Linked DNA regions of Hordeum vulgare: region 2 is linked to region 1. A link is a contact called in public Hi-C data. All regions are on one chromosome and are shown on one strand. Each heading gives the region's core, a stretch centred on a gene start, on an enhancer-like site or on the middle of the called end of the contact. The rest is flanking DNA. Distances are from core to core; before and after follow the strand shown.

Region 1 (6,647 bases), core at 2,796-5,295:
AAAATTCCTAAAAATGGAATTTTGGTCCAGTCAATCACTAGCACAGCTTGATTCGAGCGAAAGAAGATATCTCTCATCGATCCAAACTAACAGGCAGACGATTTGGATGACGAGCTACTAATATACTATGTGTATATGCATTGTAGCATATTTTCTTGATCTCGCCGGATGTGGCAGATTCTATTTATCTTGTAATTTTTTTCCCGGTTTGTTAGATTCTTAAGAACCCAAGACCTTATGGTATTATTTGCTTAATAAAATAGTTGCATGCGTCGATTGGCACAGAGGCCGGGGGTGTGATCCTCCTTTTCCCAAAAAAAAGTCCAAACTAACAGGAGGACCACACCTACACGACAAACCTAAATATAGAGTTTGGTTTTCCTTTGCACATGGTAAGCATCTTGCCAATTCATTCGTACGGTTATATTTGACATCAATTTTTCTGTCATGTACTAATGGTTGCCAAAAGTAAGCTGACAATGTTGTTCAGTTCTCCTAATCTCACCGATTCATTGTCAATAGTAGGGAGTAGTCAGGTTCGCTAAAACATATCAATGACCGCTTGGTCTAAATAACTGAATCCTTGGAATGATGTGTTTGATTTCCTAGAATCCTAAACATGCACTTGATTTCATACAATGATCAGGTTTATCAGAAATCAAGCATCTCTTTATCTAAATAACTTGATGAGATGTTTCCTTGGAATCTGAAGCATGCATGGTTTAAAAAGTACATCCGACACATGCACTTGATTTCATGGAAATTATTGTGAACTCTTCAAAGAGTAAATTCGTTTTAGTGTGGCACGTGCAAATCAATTTATTATGTTTCCTTCTGTATCAAAGAAGGTTGAGTTGTACTTTGAGTTCTGTATGTCTGCCATGCAAGTAAGGTTAGAAGAAATTTGGTAATCACTAACGGGCATGTGGGGACTTACCAATTAAATCTTAGTTTATTATCTATGTATACATACATGTATGATACTCATGGTTTAGGCTCTCAATAATACATTAACCGATGAAGGTAATGGCTCCTTACACCGCAAATTACCTAGGAAGGTAATTTAATTATTAAAGTTAATATTAAAGTTAACCGATTCTTTGCAATTACAATGAACGTGTTATTTATGAGTAGTGTCGTGTGAATATAGCTCCTTTTCTTTTTCATTAGAGGGATGCACATGTCTATATGAGGAACAAATCCAATGCTTTGAGGTCACTTGTTCCACTCTTTTACGATTGAAGTGTAGCACTTCATACATGGACAATTTATGTTTAAAACGGTTGGTAAAATACATTACAAGAATGATGCTTCTGTAATGTTATGGTGTCCAGCAATTGGCTATAAAAGCATGATTTCTTTTCTGGTGCAATTGGATATATATACATATCATCCATGATGCACAATAATTATTCTTCATCGAGATAATCTTACATCAATTTATTAGTAAATTATATTTGGAATACAAATAGTTACATTTATATTGATTCACTATATAAAATTTGACATAAGAAACAGAAATATAGGTCACAAGACTAGAAAAAATGATTTTATTGTATATTTTACACTATTTTTTATGTTTGCAATTTTATCTCGCATAAAATATTTTTATGGTAATTATATATTTTCTTACGGTCTCTTTTTACCTATGAATAAGACAAAATTTACGAAACATAAAATTACGGAGCATTGATGTTAAAATAGAGGTGGATGAAGAATAATCATTCCTCGCCTAGGGTGCCGAATATCACCACCATACATACATTACCTACTAATAAATCTATTACCTACAAATAAGCAAAAATATTTTTTTATCCTTTATGCTATTGTCCAGATAACTCCTTGGTGTTTTTGGTAATCAACCTAGAGTCCAATTTTTAATTAAGTTTCTACTTTTGTCAAAAAAACAATAATTGGATTAATCAACACATAGTACATATTAAATGTTTTTTAAAATATCCATATCATTTAAACGTAACTCTAAATTTAACTGTGACGTTAAATTTAACATATTATATATGAAATTTGATTAAAAATTTTAATCTGAATATGATGTTGTTTTATCTGATAAATATTTAAAAATGATACTTAGGATGTAACGTTAATAAATAATGCATGATCTATCTTTCTTTTATATCAATGATGATTGAGATTGAAAATCAACACCTCAGCAAAACAAGAATCATGGACGAAAAAAACATCTCTATCCACACATGCATGCCTCGTCAAAACCTTACAGAAATGACATATTTTTTATCTTATGTCAAGAGAGACGCCTTAGAATTGATAACATTCAAGCGTGTTGTGATTATATGAGCACCGATGCCACTGTTGACGAGGGTGGAAACTGGGAAGGAGGATAAGTGGTAATATAAATGAGAGACCATGTGTTGAAAGAAAGGATGTGCGCTTATTGGGGTCTTCACTCATGGTTATTGGGTTAGAAAGAGTGTTGTATGTTTTTCATTGCAACACACGGGCTCTTTTGCTAGTATATAAAATAAAAAGCAAAAAATAAGAACCTAAGGGCAACTCCAACCGCACGACCCAAACGAGCGCGTGCTTTGTTCGCCTTTTGTCCGTTTGGGTCGGCATGTCCGCCCTCTTTTAGAAATGGGTCGGTCGTGCGCCCGACGCGCCGACCTATTTTTCGTCCGCACGGTCGTCCAACATCCATTTTCCTTCGGATTTGAACGTTATTTTTATTTCAGCAAATGCATTTTAATACATTTTACCAATTCTTTGCTACGAATATAATACCAAAGAATAAAAGAACTACAATTAAACATCTTAAAAGATGTCCAACTTCCTTAACTGCTGCTACTAGTTGGACTAAGATCTTCTCTATATTTTCGTTGTTGATCTGTGGATTCTTGAGCACACCGTCTTTCTTCTTCGATGTTAAAGAATTAGACGTTGGTTCTCCTTTGGTGTCTTTTTTAGTCTCATCTATACCTATAAAAGTGCATGGACATCTAGCAAATTTCGTGATATCAATAGATTGATGTACTCGTCTTCCCAATATCAAAAATTACATCCATCCTACACACAATATTAAGCAAATAATAAGCTACCGAAATTGCATCGAGCGAAGAGCAAAAGCTCGAACGAAAATCGTACCCCATCATTTTTGCACTTCACGAACCCCCAACCGGGATGTTCCGACGTCCAAAAAACGCGTCGGATGACCTGCAGCAAGCAGTCGTCACACTGTACGAACGACAAAGGTGAGCTGGCAAGCTTTTGGGTCAACGCCCAGCCAGGGTGGCGAGCGGTCATGGCCTTACCGGCGAACCTACGACGGGTCAGACGCGAGCGGCTAGAGGCGGATTGAGCGCCTGCATGTCGCACCGAGGGATTGCCCGGACCTGATGGACCGACACCCGGCCAGTCCACGGCAAGCGCAGTCCACCGACGGTCAGATTCGCCAAATCCCGCCGACAGGATGCGCAAAATTTTGCCAAACCCTATCACCGCCGTAGATCCATCAATAGGTCTGCAAGACCGGGATGAAAGAGGAACCCCGCTGGTGGATTTGCTGTTGTAGAGCTAGGGTGACCGGGGGAAAATGGGGTTGCCGGCCTAGGGTTTGTGTGCTTGCGGACGATGGGTGTGTGTATGGGAAGGGGGGATGAAGGATCCCACGGATGAGGCGCGTGTCTACTTCGTGTTCACGGCGACACAAATGATGTCAAAATTTACATCCAGGATGGATCGTAAGAGGATGAAAAATAAACATGCGTTTGTTTGAATCGATGGATCGCGAGAGATGAAAAATAAACACGCGTTTGTTTGAATCGATGCGTGTGTCATTTTTTTATTCACTGCAATTTAAACCGATGTCTGTGAACGAAATGGATGGATGTAGTTGCTCCAGGAGTGGGATGCCCAAAGATTTCGCCTTTGCTGCCTCTCCTGCGTCGATAAGAGTGAGACTGAACTTGCCGGCTGCTAGACGTCGCGTCTGTCCATTTTCTGCTGTCCCGTCGCGGTATCCGGTGGACCCCTCCACGAGGAACGGCCGAGATCTCCCTATCGCGTCTCCGAATCACCACCTCTGCGCCAAATCTATATAAATCGAGTTCCTCGTGCTCAATCCGCAGTACGTTGTGAGTAGTGAGTTGTGACTGACGAAAAGCTTGGCGGCACTTTGCTTTCCGAGGGAATCTAGCCGAATTCGTCCCAAAAGTAATCGATCCCCAAGAGGTTTTGCCGTGTCCGCTTTACTTTCTGTACTCTCTGGAGTTCTCTCGGGCGCACGCACGCACGTGTTCCATAGGGATGATGCATACATGATTGTGCAGAAATGTTAGGCAAATCAGAGATATCCGGTCGATGAGACGAGACGAGGACCCCCATAGCTGACATATTCGTGCTCCGGGGACGATGCGCACCACGTAGTACCGACCCAGCCGGCTCAACCACCACGTGCAGTCTATGGTCTTGAGATGGTTAGCATAAATCGAAGCGAAATAGACGAGCTCGAGCACAGTTCACGCTCTGCTTCCATGGATTAAAAAGATGGGGTCGCAGCACTTATCACGTGTTAAACTTTGTCTGGTGCCGATAAGCTGTACATCAACAGCTGTGTGGTGGCGGTGGCAGAGGTCGTGGACGTCTACGGCGCTATCATGCACGCTTGACGAACCGACCGCGAATATGGACCAGGAAAGGCAAAATCACGTCACGTCCACGGACCACCGGATGGCGGGAGATAAAGCCGTGATAGGACCCAGCGGCTCCAGGGACGGGCAACGACGATTGGATCTGCAAAGATAACCAATAAATAGAGCAAAACTAGCTTTTAGGTATCTGCAATGTCGATCCTTAAAGAGCATTTAGGGATCAGACTACTGATCCCTGCTTTTCATCAGACCGGTAGATGACCGTAGGATGAGATGTATCATGTTCGTCAGATCTGATGTGGTACAACCTTCATGCGTGATATGTTTGGTTGCTTCATTAAAGGGTGCGCCATGTTAGGTATGAGATTTTCCACTAATTACGTTTAATCAGTTTTAACGAGTACTAATTGTGATTTGTTTTCAACAAACAAATTTCTAAAAATATATTTATTTTCGCAGATGCATTTATTTGGAGTGTATCAAGTGTGACTTTATTTTGTTTCGAACGCAATAAAATTTGCTTTGACTAAATACACAATTTTCTTGTGTTGCAATCTAATGAAAAATTACGTCCAATAACCTTGCTTTCATGTAACAAAAAAATGCATTTGAGAATTATTTTCTTCATATGGAAAAAATTGATTCTCATAAACTTTCATTATGTTTCCATCTCAAGAATACTTTGCTTCCATTCACTAGAAAAGTGTTTCCATTACAAAAACTGATTTGATTATAACGAAACATAAATTAGTTTTTGTACACTTCATCCGTTCATACAACATATTTCAAATGCCCCACAAATTCTTGCTTCCTAAGTCACCGGTAGTACAATGTCTCTTAAATTCATATCGTATGTTTCCTCTTCCCTTCATATAGGAGACCGTCATCTTCATTGTAAGGTGAGTAGACCCTGTTGTCGCCATGCTTCTTAGGCATGCATGCAACAGGCGACTCCATATAGACCTGTATCATTTGCACATCTTGGCCCTGAAGGGGTAGCACACAATTAATTGAAGCATACATTGGTTAAGCAGGATGCGTACATGTCAAATGTAGGACCCAACAATTGGTATTGCATGTAAGTTATAATACTAATGAAGTAGAGAATGTGTACATTACGTCGCTGAAGACAGATGGGAAAAATAAACCAAAACAAATTGAATGCTAGAACTATGGAAGGAAAAAAACCAAGAGGAGAGGTATATATGTAGTGTACATTATAATAGATGAGCATGGCATGACAAGAATAAAATTAATAAAATAATACATGAGTAGCATGGAAGCAATGCGCATAAACAAAGAGAGCATATATGGGAAACAAAGAAATCATGAGTGTCACTATGTGCAGCCGAATATCTGTACAGAAAAAGCATAAGTGACCAGCAGACAAAGCATGATTATCATCGTGTGAAACAGAACATATATTAAACAGAAGAATATATGATAGATAAAGGAAGCATATCTAATTAGGAAAAAATTATAATGCCATCACAAATGGATGTAGCACACAATTGATACATACACTGTTAACACACTAATTTGGATATGCAAAATTACTAGCTTGCCCAGCATAGATATTACAAGGCATCAATTTCTTGCTATCTCAGTTAATGTAGCTAATACCTATTGGAAGCATATAATTTTGAAACTGAAAAGAGAAAATTATAGATGCATGGTGCCAACATGTGTGTGCATCAATTATTTGCGGTGTAAAAATTATTTTCAGCAATTGATGCAAAAAAAAGAAAAAACTGGACCGGAGAAGCACATGCATGATGCTCATCATGGATGGTTCTACTGATGCAAATAAACTGGACTGAAAAAGCACAAGTACCATGCTTATAAAGCATGGATATTGGGACATCAATTTTAAGCTATCAAAACACAACTAGTATGATTCAGAACAATGGAATTCTAGACAGACAAGATATAAGATGAATGGCATCCTATGTCAATTGCTGAAGCGGAAGGACGATGGCAGCAGCGTTCTGCAATTCTGCCGCTGCTGATACTAATAAATGG
Region 2 (6,647 bases), core at 2,030-4,529, 340 kb before region 1:
AATGCAGATCTCCGGCGAGCGCGGGCAGCCGGCAAGCGCGGGCAACCGGCAAGCATAGAGATCTCCAGGAAGTGCACGCAGTCGTTGAGTACAGAAATTTTAGCACGGATCTTCGACAGAAAACGATGAGAAAGGAGACCCTAGAAAAAAAAAGTCTGTGCGGTTTAATCACACGGTTAAAAACGCTCGTATGGTACGGATGCTCGGCGGCCGGCCGCAACTTTGGGCCGGCGCGCCGGCGCCCTGTTTTATTTTTCTTACAGGGTGCTTGGATCCAAGGGACAAAAACTAGTCTGACTAAAACTGGTCTTTTTAAGAGGCTAAAGTTCCAAGCATCCCTGACTAAATAGAGGCTAAAACTAGTGTTGAGGCTAAAATCTTTTAGTCAGGGGTATCCCTACTAAAATGTGCATTAGTCCTCTCTCTCTCTTCATTTAACTTCTCAGGCAAGTTCTGGATTAGAGGGTTTGGAGGATAATAAATGCTCATCAACTTGATTTTAATTTATTTAGTATTTGGATCCAAGCATAGGTGAGGTTAGCAAGTTTTAGTTTCATTATTTTTAGTCATGGGACTAAAAACGTATGAAGCATCCTCTTAGATGATGCGTGGATAGTGTATCGTTCGCAGAACGTGCAAAATTTCGTGCTATCATATCTTCGTCAGCATTTTCTAGTTTAACCATAGCAGCCACTTATTTTGTCATTCATGCTCCGGTGCACGTATTAATTTACTGAAAAATGTCACTGCGTGATAGTACACTTCATACGTATTTTTTGCGAAGATGGTTGATTTCTGTACCACTAAAGATATATTTTTTTAACACGTGAAAAGTACGGAAAAACTACTCTAGACTGGTGGTAATAATAAAAGCTAAAAATGGAGGTTTGGGGTTGTCCACCGAAGAAAAGAAAAAGGCCGCTCTAGCTTTGGTGACTTCCACTACGAGTGTTGCAATCAGTAACAAATGAATTATTAACCATTAGAACCAGTAGTATATAATAATCTTACAGGGATCAGAACCATTCATAAGATATTCAGAATTGTGATTAAGCTGATGAGTGATGTTGATAGTAAAAAGTCGACGTTAATGTTACATGGGTTGAAAAATTCTACCCTTTGTTGGAGGGAATGGAATCGGTCTCTGTTTTAGATGCACGGAGGAAACCGGTCTCTGTCCAAGGGAAAATGGAACGAGTAGTGCAAGTGGCGAACAAAACATTGTGGTCAAAACACTCAAGCTTTCGCCTGATCAATTATGTCATGCATACATACATGATTTTCCTGTACATGCATCGAAACGAAAACGAAGACGAAAACGAAAAGATGGAAATGAGATATTTTCCTGGAACCGACGCTTTCACCTGCCGACTAACGAAAGAATTGTTTGTTGGTTGGTTTCTACTAGTACAATGCAAAACTAATTTACTGCACGACTTGGTCATGAGGGGCTGGCGACGGCGCAGTTGCCATACGCCATGCTCCGGCCGACGTCCGCCGGCGCGGCGGGGTCGACGCCGAGCTCCCGGGCGCGGTTCACGTACTCCTTCTTCACGTTCCCCTTCTGCAGCTGCAGCAGCCGTATCACGCTGCGCCGCGCGTCGTACCGGAACGGGTGCCCCGTCGCCGTGAACCCGTCGATGAGGTGCAGGTACGCCTCCAGGTCGTGCCGGCTCGCCGGGCCCACGTCGGGGCGCAGGCACGGCGAGTTCTTGCTGTCGATGCGCAGCTCCGCGCCCACGTGCTGATACTGCTCCTTGCTCAGCGGCAGCCGCGGCGCCACCCCGGGCACCTTGGTCACCATGTCGCCGGCGTTGACGATGCGGAGGACGTTGACCTTGCCGCTCTGCTTCAGCTTTTCCACGAACGCGGCGTTGCCCACCTTGGGGCCGCCGAAGGAGACCACGGCGACCGGCGGGGCGTCGGGTACGGTGGTGGCGATCTCGTCGGCCACCAGGAGCGCCAGCGCGCCGCCGAGGCTGTGCCCGACGATCGTGATGCTCAGCTCCTCGCCCTTGTACTTCTCCATGAGGCGTCTCACCTCGTCCATGACGTCCTGCGAGAGGCTATTCACCTTTTCCCCGGCCGTCTTGTAGAGGCTCCGGAATCCGCGCGCCACCTTGGGGTCCTCCGGTCCGGCCTGCTTGCCCTCGCCGGTCTCGCCGTCGAGGGGCACGAGCGAGGCGCGCAGGTTCTCGGCCCACTCGAGGCAGGTGGCCGTCCCGCGCAGCACGATGGCGATGTCCCGGCGGCCCATGCGGGCGACCTCCCGCTCGGACTCGCACACGGCGACGTAGCCGATCCAGTTGGACTGCTGCGTGAGCCACTCGGGGGTGTTGGGGCGCTTGGCCCACGGCGGCATGGAGAGCGCGGAGGTGGCGAAGAGGCTGCGCGTGGGGCGGTAGGAGCGGTCCGGGAGCATGAGGCCACGGTGCCTCGCCGCGGCGGTGGGCAGCGAGTGGAAGGCCTGGTACGCCGCCTGCACGAAGTCGCCGTAGCGGAGGAGCTCGCGGCGGAGGTCGGAGTCGAGCGGGTCGAGGAGTCCGGCCCAGCCGCCCTCCCCGTGGAGGCTGCGCCACCGGGGGCCGATGGTGCTCCTCGGGGAGGCGCGCGGGGAGTCGGCCGAGAGGAGCTGCTGCATGTGCATGAGGCTGCGCGGCGACATGTGCTCGTCCGCGGCCATGCGCGCCCGCATCCCGGGCATGGGCACGAAGAAGGATAGGTTGAGCGCGTTGAGCAGGCCGTGCCTGATGTTGAGCGGTTCCTGCTCGCTCTCCTGCTCCTGCTTGCTGCTGGGCGGCCCCGCCTGGCTCGGCGTCCTCGGCGGCTTCCCGAGCACGCGGTCAAGGTTGGCGATGTGGGTCCTCACGCCTCCGTCCGCGGCGGGCGAGGCCCCGGACCCGGCGGCGCGCAGCGCCTGCGAGCCCGGGTTGAGCGGCGACTGCTCGCGCCGCCCCGCCGCGCGCTGCGTGGAGGCGTGGTGTGGCGGGTGGTGCACGGGCGCATGCACCGCCGCGGTGGCGGTTCCGGTGACGGCCGCGGCAATTGACATCGGCTGCTCCGTAAACAGCAGGTTAGGTTATGTATGATGTAGCAGGATCAACTACCCCTACTACTCCCGATCGCAAGCCTCCGATTCCGAGCTACGACTAGTAGTAAATAAGCGAGATGAGAGACACACCATGTCTGGCTCGAGCTATATAGCGGGGAGGGGGAAGGGTCCAGACTCAAGAGCCCCGCAGGTCAATTATTAATTGTTGAGCGGGGAGCGCAGCAAAGTGGTTGGTCACAAGTTGCCATGCGCTTTGACGTCGCGATACCATGGCCACCCCAGCGTGCGACAAGGTCGCCGGTGCGGGTGCGGTGCGCTGGCCCGCGCACAGAGACTCGGCTAGAGCCCACCGCGTGCCGAGCCGAGTGCCGGCGTGTGCGTGGGGAATAGTCTATCTAATTCTACTCCGTAGTACGCCTCTCTGCATCTGCATGCGTGGCCAGCTTGCCAGCCTCCCCGAGATGCGGTGTCGATTGTACGTGTACGGAAGAGTAGTCTAATGGCGGTTAAGCGTGCGTAGTTAACCACGCGGTGCCCGGGGTTGGATTTTCGTGGATTGACCAAGACGAAGGAAGCACACCATGTCGACGTCCTCCCCAGTTGCCCGGTTCTTTTAGTATTTGTCGAGCCCTTCCCTTCCCTTCCCTCGCATGTGGTTTCCGGTCTTGGTCCAGCGGCTTCGGCTTCACACTGACACCGGTCGTCATGACCTCCTCCTCCCGGTTTGGATGCGTGCACTGTTGACCGCGGGTGCTATTAACTAGTCCGCAACAAAGCTCTGGTACGGGATTATAATGGTTTTGTTAATGAGTTAGTCAAACCTACCGTGTATATCGCTATTGTTTTCTCCGTATGGTGATCCGATCTCCTCTCTACTCCGGCGAGTGTTGATGGCGGGAGTCTTTCATGAGAAACGAGCAGGGTTCCACACCATAGCACGAGAGGCTTCGTTGACAGTCCATTTTTTTCTTGAGTAAGGACATTAACGAGTCCGCAACAACGCTCTAGTACGGGATTAGGGCATCTTCAATCAATGGCTGTAAAATAGTTGTTGGTAAACTTTGACACCTAGAATATACGATGATGTGATAATACATAAATAAAAAAAAGAAGTAAATTGTATGTAGATTAACCAACAGCTCTTGCACAAGTTACATGGTTACATAAAGAGCAATTGCATTTATTCCCTCTTCTCTTATTGGATAATTTAGATGAAACCATTGACGTAGTTGTATGATCCCTTGTTGGTTGATGACATGAACAATTTTACCAACAAGATTACATACAAACTATTGGAGATGCCCTTATAATGGTTTTGCTAATTTCTTAGTCAAACCTACCGTGTATGTTAGGAGCCCCTCCTACATGGGCCACACATGGGTCTTGTTCGTCCAGCAACCAACACGACTACAAGTAATTAAAGGAAGACGACGAGGATGGATTACTCAAGAAAAAAAAGACGACGAAGAGGGTATCCAATGGATCAACGAACCGACGACGGTGGCTATCTTCTTCCCCTTCATTTTCTCTTCTCTTATCTCTCCTCTTCTCTGTAATATCTTCAATTCATTTGTAACTCGGTTCCTATATCAGATTGTGAGTGTGTCAGAACTATAAAAGAGAGAAGATATATCTAGCACCTTACGTCTCGTATTGTTGACACACGAACATATCACGTGTACCCTCGACATTGCGGCTGATGCACCGTAACTCACGTCGAAGAAGACCCGACCGACACCGCGATAGGCAAGACAGTCGACGGATGCTTTTGAAAACCCGAAGCCCCACACGCCCGGGAGAGACCCTGTCAACGAGTGCGGCGGATATGGGCTGTCCTTGGTCGATTCACTCGCCCCTAGCCTTGGGATTCGCAGATCTCAAACTCGAGGAACAACGAAGAACGAGAGATCAAAACGATGGAGAGATAAACGTAGATGAAAATGTAGTATATTGATGTTTCGATTGTGTGTTGTTTCAATCAGCGATCACCTTCAATATATATACGAGGAAGTTGGACTTCCTGTACAAGCAAAGGATCCATCTAGGCTTTTCATAGAAGAAAATTACATCAAATCACGTACTAGACTCCTAGTTCTAGTCTAACTCGGTTTCAACCCCAAATTTGGCCCAAATTCTTGTCTTGGTCCTTGCGCGGCCCATAGAATCTTTTACACCCTCCGATTGAGACGATTTATATATCAAAATTTACCAGATCGACGATTCAAACAATTATTTTGTTGATCACTTTTTCAAATAAGGCCATCTTCAATACTCTGCGAGGTCATATTCAACTCCCAGTCGGATTCGGCCACACGACTGACTGTACTGCCTGAAATTTATATCGTTTCTGCAGGCTGCATACCATCTCCGATGACGATGACTCCAAAAGATAAGTTAACCGCCTTGATGATACGCACAACTCTCTTCTTGAACCCTTTTCCATATCAAGATATCTAGACAACATTTTGGACCTATCTTTCAGCTTCCAATTGGATATTGGCCAATGTCACTCGGATTCAAACCTTTTCAATCGGATATTAGGATCCTTCACTCGGATCGTACGATCATATTTCTTCATCCTAATAATATGATTTCACCTGGACAACAAGCTTTTCATCCGCCCTACATCTTCTCACTTGGCCGGCAATCTTCACTCGACCGTCAAACTTTTCACTCGGATTCCCGACTAAAACTTCAGCCTGATCTGGTTTTGTCCCTCCAGGTCACATACGAACTCGGATTGAGATGACATATATATCAAAATCGATCGACTCGACGAGATGAAGCTTTTTTCCCATTCAAGTTCATCTTGAGGGCATAATAGCTCACGTGTTGTACCAGACACTTATCAACATGTGTCTCATGTCAAGCGTAATATTTTGATCTTGGTTCGGGCCAGACCTTATTGACTGGAACTTCTGCATACGAACTCGGGTTGGGATGGTATATATCAAGATCGATCACTTCGACGAGATGAAGGCAACCCATGTAGAGACATTACTCATCTGAGGTCGTCTTGGAGGTGTAATTGGTCGAACATCACTAGGGAAGTTAAATTCTAGCATTTGGAATACACTTTCGGCCCTTAAGATGAAATTGGACAACGATGGCCTAGAAATCAAAAAAATTCTATTTGGCATTGTAAAACCTTTTCATTTTGAACACCTTTTCATTCGAGGCTATCTTAATTGTATTTTGCACCGTGCCAAAATCAGGTGTCAAGACGTATCAGAGCCAGTCACCACACTTTCCCCTTTAAATTTCCTTCAATTTTTTTTCCAACTCCACCGACAACAACGCCATGCCCACTATCAAACCACTAGAGTGGAATGCCATGTCTGCCAATGAGGAGATGTTGTGCTATCTTGAGAGATTGTGTGCTAAAGCAGAAGAGATGAGTGTGGTGCTCGGTGTTGCACGGGTGGGTGACCCTTCCATGGTCACCTCGCTTGTCGATCTGTCAGCCTCAACGACGATGCATGCCTCGTCGACACCCGTCCTAGATGTCTTATCCTCCACCATCAAGGACGAGGAGGTCCTCAAGGTCATCCACGATGCGCTCCGTGCCTCCATCCCCATGTCGCACGTCGTGTGT

What was found. Hi-C and Micro-C count contacts between places; a contact is called where the count stands out from the background.
Region 2: a Hi-C map of leaf shows a contact between it and region 1, with 3 times the contacts expected there. The contact joins the promoter of LOC123404307 here to the enhancer-like site in region 1. A contact is called at or near these places in 5 of 6 Hi-C or Micro-C datasets (leaf and seedling) and 1 of 1 datasets of contacts at active chromatin or transcription factors (embryo).

Annotation. Positions count from the first base shown.
Region 1 is chr6H:406,633,244-406,639,890 of MorexV3_pseudomolecules_assembly, reverse strand. No RefSeq gene overlaps it. Among protein-coding and RNA genes, the nearest start is that of LOC123404307, 340 kb to the left of the region's middle. Within about 2 kb of position 4,045, at least 3 of the 3 cell types and tissues checked have open chromatin away from gene starts, as enhancers often do. A contact at or near this core is called in leaf and seedling, where this site is marked.
Region 2 is chr6H:406,971,502-406,978,148 of MorexV3_pseudomolecules_assembly, reverse strand. It overlaps LOC123404307 (phospholipase A1-Ibeta2, chloroplastic-like), which reads right to left and starts at 3,279. Exons shown (of 1, transcript XM_045098234.1): 1 at 1,225-3,279. The coding sequence starts at 3,052. The coding sequence ends at 1,442.